Linked DNA regions of Pan troglodytes: region 2 is linked to region 1. A link is a contact called in public capture Hi-C data. All regions are on one chromosome and are shown on one strand. Each heading gives the region's core, a stretch centred on a gene start, on an enhancer-like site or on the middle of the called end of the contact. The rest is flanking DNA. Distances are from core to core; before and after follow the strand shown. Region 1 holds the start of FAM162A (family with sequence similarity 162 member A). Region 2 holds the start of PARP14 (poly(ADP-ribose) polymerase family member 14).

Region 1 (3,105 bases), core at 26-2,525:
GGTTACGTATCAAACTTGTGAAACTATGCAACATTCACTCTTTTTTTTTGCATTACTTCATTTACATTTACAATATATATTTATATTATTTGAATAGCCAAGTTTGGGGCTATTTTTCCTTTAAAAATTTAATTAACAACTTTTTAATAATGTAGTGTGTGCCACTGAACAAAAGATCTCTGGTACCCAGAAAAGAGTCAAAATGCAAGCCCTCTGATTTCTCAACCCCTACTATGCCAAGGCTCTGCTGGTTCTCCCCAAAAAAAAAAGAATTAAGCTTTCATTACCTAAGTCCAAAATAGTCATCACACAAATGTCTACCACCAAAACAAACTGCAGATCCTTCAATTACACACTTCCTCCAAGAAATTCGAATCAATTAATTGTATAAGTGTTTAAAAGTAATGTATCCTCCATTTTAAGAAAACAATTATTATTAATCTCTAAGACCTAAATCCTTGGCCTAATCAGACATTTAATGAGTGGGGAAACTTCAGACTGGAGGTTTTCTGGGATAAACTCCAGAGAGGAAGGAGCAGGGGGAAGAGGGAAGACTCAAGGAGAGCAATAGATAAGGGAGGTTAGGGTGGAAAGCTGAATGCATGGGTAAAGGGGAGGTCTAGGGATAGTAGGTGCTTTACAGACTGAGCTCAGGGGAGGCTGAGGACGGGGGTGGGGAGAAGGGTAGGCGCGTGGGCAGTTAAGTTGGTGGGAGCTGGGTGGATGGAGATGAGGGTAATTCACGGGCAGTCTCCAATGCCTATCAGCAGCTGCTCACCTAGTTCCCTCCCGCATGGCTACTAAGTAGGTAGGATTCCGAGGAACCGAGAAAGTGCGTCATGGAATGGAGCCACTCCGGGGCCCAGGAAGGCTTCAGGATTCCCCCACCCGCAGCGGCCGGGCCAGCTCCCCTACCTCCCATATCCCGACTGGCGTCTCACCTGCTGCCAGGCGCAGACCGCTGAGGCTCCCCATGGCCACTTGCTACTCCGCCGACCAGCGCAGAACTTCGCCGGGGACGGTGGCGCTGGTGAGCTCAATGTCACCCAGCGTTGGAGTGGGAAGGACGCAGGCGGCGCCGGGGGGCGGGGCGTGCGCGACGCGGTGTACAGGCCTGCGCCAGTGCGGGGCGTGCAGGACGTGCGCCACGCGCTGGAGACCCGCGGCGCCAGCCTAGTGCCCCTGGCGCCGCATCCTGAGCCAGCCTCGGAGATGGTCCTGTGGAGTGTGGCGCCGTGGGCCCTTGCCCTAGCGGATATGTACCCATGGGAGTACCTGTGTGAAATAGAAAGGAAATGTGCAACTTTCGTGATCTGTAAACTCCCGAAATACACCAGATAAACCAGTATTCCAGTATGCCGCTCTTCCAGTGTTTTCAATGAACATATGCTTTTATCAGAAAACACATAATTGGACTCTGCTCAGTGGCCCTATCTCTTGTTGGAGCATCCCTCAGGCTAATCTGAGAAATTAACATGTATGTTTTCAATTTGTTTTCTATTTACCTATTTTCTAAAAACATTTGATCATCTCCATCCTAAACACTTTACTCATACCCACCCACACTGCCAGAAATGCCGTTTTTTCTTGACGTTTCATAGTGGTCCCAAATTCTTAACAAAGACCCCTCTGCTCCAGGGTCCGGGGAGGAGGTTAGGCACTGGAGTGAGAGGTATTAGAAAGGCCTCACTTGCCTAGATTTCCTTCAACGACCTGGTAGGGGAACCACAAGGAAATTGTTTCCCTTTTGTGAAAAGATGGGATTGGAGTAAACAGTCCCTTCAAGGTCTGACAATCTGATCCATGTATCTGGCCCAGTTCCAGGAGGACATGTTAAAAGGGTTGGGACAGCAGGGTGACAGGTTCCGAGGTGGATGCGGACCACGTTGAACTCAAGCCTTGCACTCAGCTTTCCTAAGGATTCCCCTCGTACTATATTTTTTGTCAGGCGGCTCCGCGGTCACCTTTGCTCCGCGGTGATTGGCCTGCAGCGGGGTCCTCGTGTTTGTCCAATATGGCGGCGCCCAGTGGCGGTGTGAACTGTGAGGAGTTCGCCGAGTTCCAGGTGATGGGGTTTTCCTCATGTGGCAGGCATGTGCCTCCTTTTGTCCCCAGACCCTATTCCCTGCTTTGCGAGGGAGTATGAACCAGCTTTGGAAAAAGCGGGCAATTCAAAGCTCTTTTCTCGAGCCATTGGAGGTCATGGGGGGCGCGGGTTTGGCCTTAGGGAGCGAGGTTGCTCTGTAGGAGGAGGGAGGAGGGGGGTCATAGTTCTCTCCGCGGCTCTCCGGCCTTGACTGGGAAGCTCTGGGTAATCTGCTGTGGTAAAGCTCGGGATGCGTGGATAAGGATTGTAACAATCTTGTAGCAGTTCCCTGAACTCAGTTTCCAGCTTCTGCCATTCCTCTCCTACTTTTGTAAGTAGAGTTTCTGTGGGAGAGAAGAAGGTGCAGAAGAGCTATTTAGTTGATAAAACAAATACTTGGTGCAATTTACTATTTTTGTGGGACAGGACGTATGGAAGCTTGGAGGGAGGATTAATTATAGTACCTGCTCTAGTATCATTGCCCATTAGAGAAGATGTAATATTTAAAGGTTTTGCCTTTTTATGTTCAAATATCAGAGACCTAGGGCTAATTATTAACACCTGAATGCAAGAATAGGGATCTGGTTTTGACCAAGTTGCCATTAAAGTTATCTGTTCCAATTCAGTCATAAATGTGCTTCTGTTTAGTTACAAAGTTGAATTCCAAAATCATGATCTTAAATATGTATTGCATTATTAACTAACCCAAGATACTGAAAAATTGACCTATCTGTAGTAAGCTTTGTACTTTGAACGGTTTGAAGGTAGTGGTATTCTTGAATACTGCCTCAGCCTCCCTGTAGCTAGGACTACAGGCACGTGTCACCACGCCCGGGTAATTTTTTAAAAGAAATTTTGTAGCGACAGTGTCTCACCAAATAATCCTCTTGCCTCGTCCTCCCAAAGTGTTGGGATTACAGGCGTGAGTCACCACGCCCGGCCTAAAGTGTTTAAAATTTTTGCAACTCTTACTTTTTCATTATAAAAATTAGATTTAGTACTTCTGTAAAATATCCTAT
Region 2 (3,093 bases), core at 17-2,516, 290 kb before region 1:
GTGACTTGCCACGTTTCTTAATCAGTTTCCTTCCCCACACAAGAATAATAACAACAGGAAAAGACAGAAAAGGATGATAAGAGGATAGACTCACTTACACAACAACAACAAACAATAACACCACCACTACAGGGAAAGACAGAAAACGATCGAGGGATAAAGAGTTACTTGCGCGGTTCCGCCGCCACCTCCGGGCCGCGCCATTAAGCGCCTGGAAGCGCAGGGCGCCGGGGAACCGCAGCGCCCCGGGTGCGCTCGGAATCCATTCTGCCGCCCCCGCCCCCGCCCCCGCCCCCGCCCCGGCCACCTCCGCTACAGCAGCCGCCGAAGTCGGGCGGGTCACCCTCCCGTGCGTGCCCTGCCGCCATTTCCCTGGAGGGAGGGCAGAGGTGCCCCCTCCTCACCCCACCCCTCGCGCCCCTCACCGTCCTCCGGGTAGAAGAACACCAGGAAGCGGGATGGGCTCCTGGGATCCTGGCGGACCTCACACTCGCCGCCTCCCGACCTCTTCGGGCTCTGGAAGTACATCTGCAACTTGGTGTTCAAGTTCTTCGGGGGGTCGGGGCCCCAGGAGCCCTCGACCAGCAGCGGGAAGGAGCCGGGCACAGCCATCCTCAGCTCCGCTCTCCGCCGGACTGCAGGGGCCGCGCCAACTCCGGGCCGCTAACTTTGACTCTTTCGCTTTCGTTTCCTGGAAAACTCCCAGGCCTTGGTTTCCTTTTGCCTTCAGCCTAACACAGCGGACTCAGGAATGGCAGAGTCATCCCCCGCCCACCTCCCCACCTTCGCATTCGGCCCACAGCCAAGGCCAAAGTAACCCTTTGGGGCTGGCCAGCGGCGCCCCGGGAAGGCGGCCTCAGTTCACCTGTGCTCCACGGGCTCCCACACCCCCTCCTAACTCCGGGCCCCCTACCTGCCGCTCGCCCCAACCGCAGATCAAGTCGGCAGCTTTGGGGCACCAGACCTTGCCCAAACGCAAAGATCATTTAATTTTTGCCGCAAGCCGACTCTTTACAAAAGAATAAAATGACTCACAAACTGTGGCCCCTTTAGAATGTTTGCTGCCTATTTGGGGACTTTTTCAGCAATCATTGTGATTATCAGAATTTTACGTTGCTTTCCCTGTTTTGCTTTCTGTTCCTTGATCTGTTAATACTACATGTCTAGAAATGTGGGGGAAACAATTACACTCACAGTTTTTTTGTGGAATATTTACTAGGCGCCATGCACTCACTCACTGAACCCTCGCTGAGCTCACGGAGCTATGGTGAACACAGTGGGCAATAGGTGCTCTGGGAAAGAATATACTTGTGTTCCTGGAACAGATGAGGAGTGGCTCCTAGTCCAGCTGTGGCGGCTCAGGGAGGGTTTATAGGGCGGTGACATGTAACCTGATAACCCCAGGATATCAGGGGATAGCCTTGGAGGGTTAGGAAGTGGGGTTCCACGGTGTGATTCACATGTACAGGATCACTCCGGCTGCTGCGTGGTGGCTAGAGTGGAGGCAGAGAGGTCAGCCAAGTGGCTACCATAGTGTCCTAAGTGAGAGACAAGGGTGGCTGAGACTGGGGTGCTGGCAGAGAAGAACTGAGAAAACGAGGATTCTCAATTAATAGTGAAAGCAGGACTTGCTGAAGAATGTGAGCCTTGAGAGAAGGAGAAGCTCAAGGATGACTCCATGGTCAGCCATGGATGGCCCGTGCAAGTGGCTGGATAATAGTGGCATCTGCAAGAGGGGAGGCCGAGTGATGGGAGAGAAGCTGGGGCTGTGTGTTTCCTTGACCCCAAATAAAGCAGTGTTGCAAGTCGAGGGGGGCGGGGGGATTATCATTCCAGTGCTACCGATACCTCAGGTCAGAGAAGTGTCTGCTGGACTGCTGGGGAGCGGCAAGCATAGTCTCCTGGTGAGGAGGGAGGAGAGGGAGATGGCAGCTACTGAAGACTGAAAGGGAGGGAAGGAAGTGGAAGCAGAAAGCGTAACACGCTCTTTGCAGAAATGTGACCGTGAAGGGGAAGAAGGAGCCAGGCAGTAGGTTGTGGGGTTACAGGATCGGGCTGAATTTCAGAATGAAGAGAACCAGAGATGGGCCAAATGGTTTACCTGGCTTTTATTTCGACTCTGTAATAATCCTAAACAGTACACAGATATTTTCTCCTGCCTCCAGCTTGCTACCTGCAGATGGCGCTCATCATCTGATCCAAAACCGCTCTGGACCCCCGCATGCGGAAGACGGGAGGACAAGCGCCCTCAGCCAGACTTGGTGACTGTTTCTCCCCAGGGCCTTTACATCTCATCCCAAACCACAACTAAAATCAGCACTCCTCCTCTCCCACTCTCCCCTGAGTTTGGGGTTCCAGAACTCAGCAAAAAGTTTCCCTTTTTCCTCACATAATTATTGTATAAGAAATAAAGTCAGAGGCATTTCTGGATTACTTTTGAGGATTTATTTAATTATCGACAATGTGTCTTACCACCCGAGGTCTGCTTATCATGCCTGGGTGGACTGGGAAGGAGCTATCAGAGGATCAGGATGGCAGGTCTTGAAAGCCAAGGAAAGAAAGTTCTAGAAGGGGCAAATTGTTGAACGGCATTAGCTCCTGCAGTACTTTGTTTTCTGCAAGTTATTTTTGCCTTGTTCACTTGAAGAATGCGTATCCTCTCACAATTCTCTGTTTCCTGTGGGTATCTGCCTTCTGATCCTTTCTTCCTGGGAAGCACGTGTCTTCTCAGGGCCTGGGGTGGGGGTGGCCTGCTGTAGAAGTGGCCATGTTCCTTGATTCTCCTTCTACTTCACAGCTACAGCTCATCTTAATGTAACAGCCCATGTCTGCATTTTTGGGCTGAACTTCCCTTTCCCTACTTCATCTAAATTCCCCCTTTTGGTTTCTCTACAAACTGCCGTAGCCTAGCATCGTGCTCCTTTGAACTTCTCTACCAACTAGCATCAGCCTCCTCATTTCTACCATTGAGGTATAAAGGAGGGAAAGGGCTGCTTTCCCTTCTGTCCTGAATCAGTGAGTTGTAGGTACCTCATGCCCACCACTCCACCTCATTTTGCTTCTGAAACTCCTGACCCAGTCACCCCAAAATAA

What was found. Capture Hi-C pulls out chosen DNA fragments and counts their contacts.
Region 2: a contact with region 1 is called in a capture Hi-C map of stem cell-derived neural stem cells, with 4 times the contacts expected there. The contact joins the promoter of PARP14 here to the promoter of FAM162A in region 1. A contact is called at or near these places in 3 of 7 Hi-C or Micro-C datasets (blood, induced pluripotent stem cells and stem cell-derived neural progenitor cells), 1 of 1 datasets of contacts at active chromatin or transcription factors (stem cell-derived excitatory neurons) and 1 of 1 other capture datasets (stem cell-derived neural stem cells).

What each region holds. Positions count from the first base shown.
Region 1 is chr2:125,657,424-125,660,528 of NHGRI_mPanTro3-v2.0_pri, reverse strand. FAM162A (family with sequence similarity 162 member A) reads right to left here and starts at 1,275. Exons shown (of 5, transcript XM_016941747.3): 1 at 942-1,275. The coding sequence starts at 975. It overlaps MIX23 (mitochondrial matrix import factor 23), which reads left to right and starts at 1,972. Exons shown (of 6, transcript XR_010155324.1): 1 at 1,972-2,065.
Region 2 is chr2:125,946,384-125,949,476 of NHGRI_mPanTro3-v2.0_pri, reverse strand. It overlaps PARP14 (poly(ADP-ribose) polymerase family member 14), which reads right to left and starts at 1,266. Exons shown (of 17, transcript XM_516695.8): 1 at 426-1,266. The coding sequence starts at 612.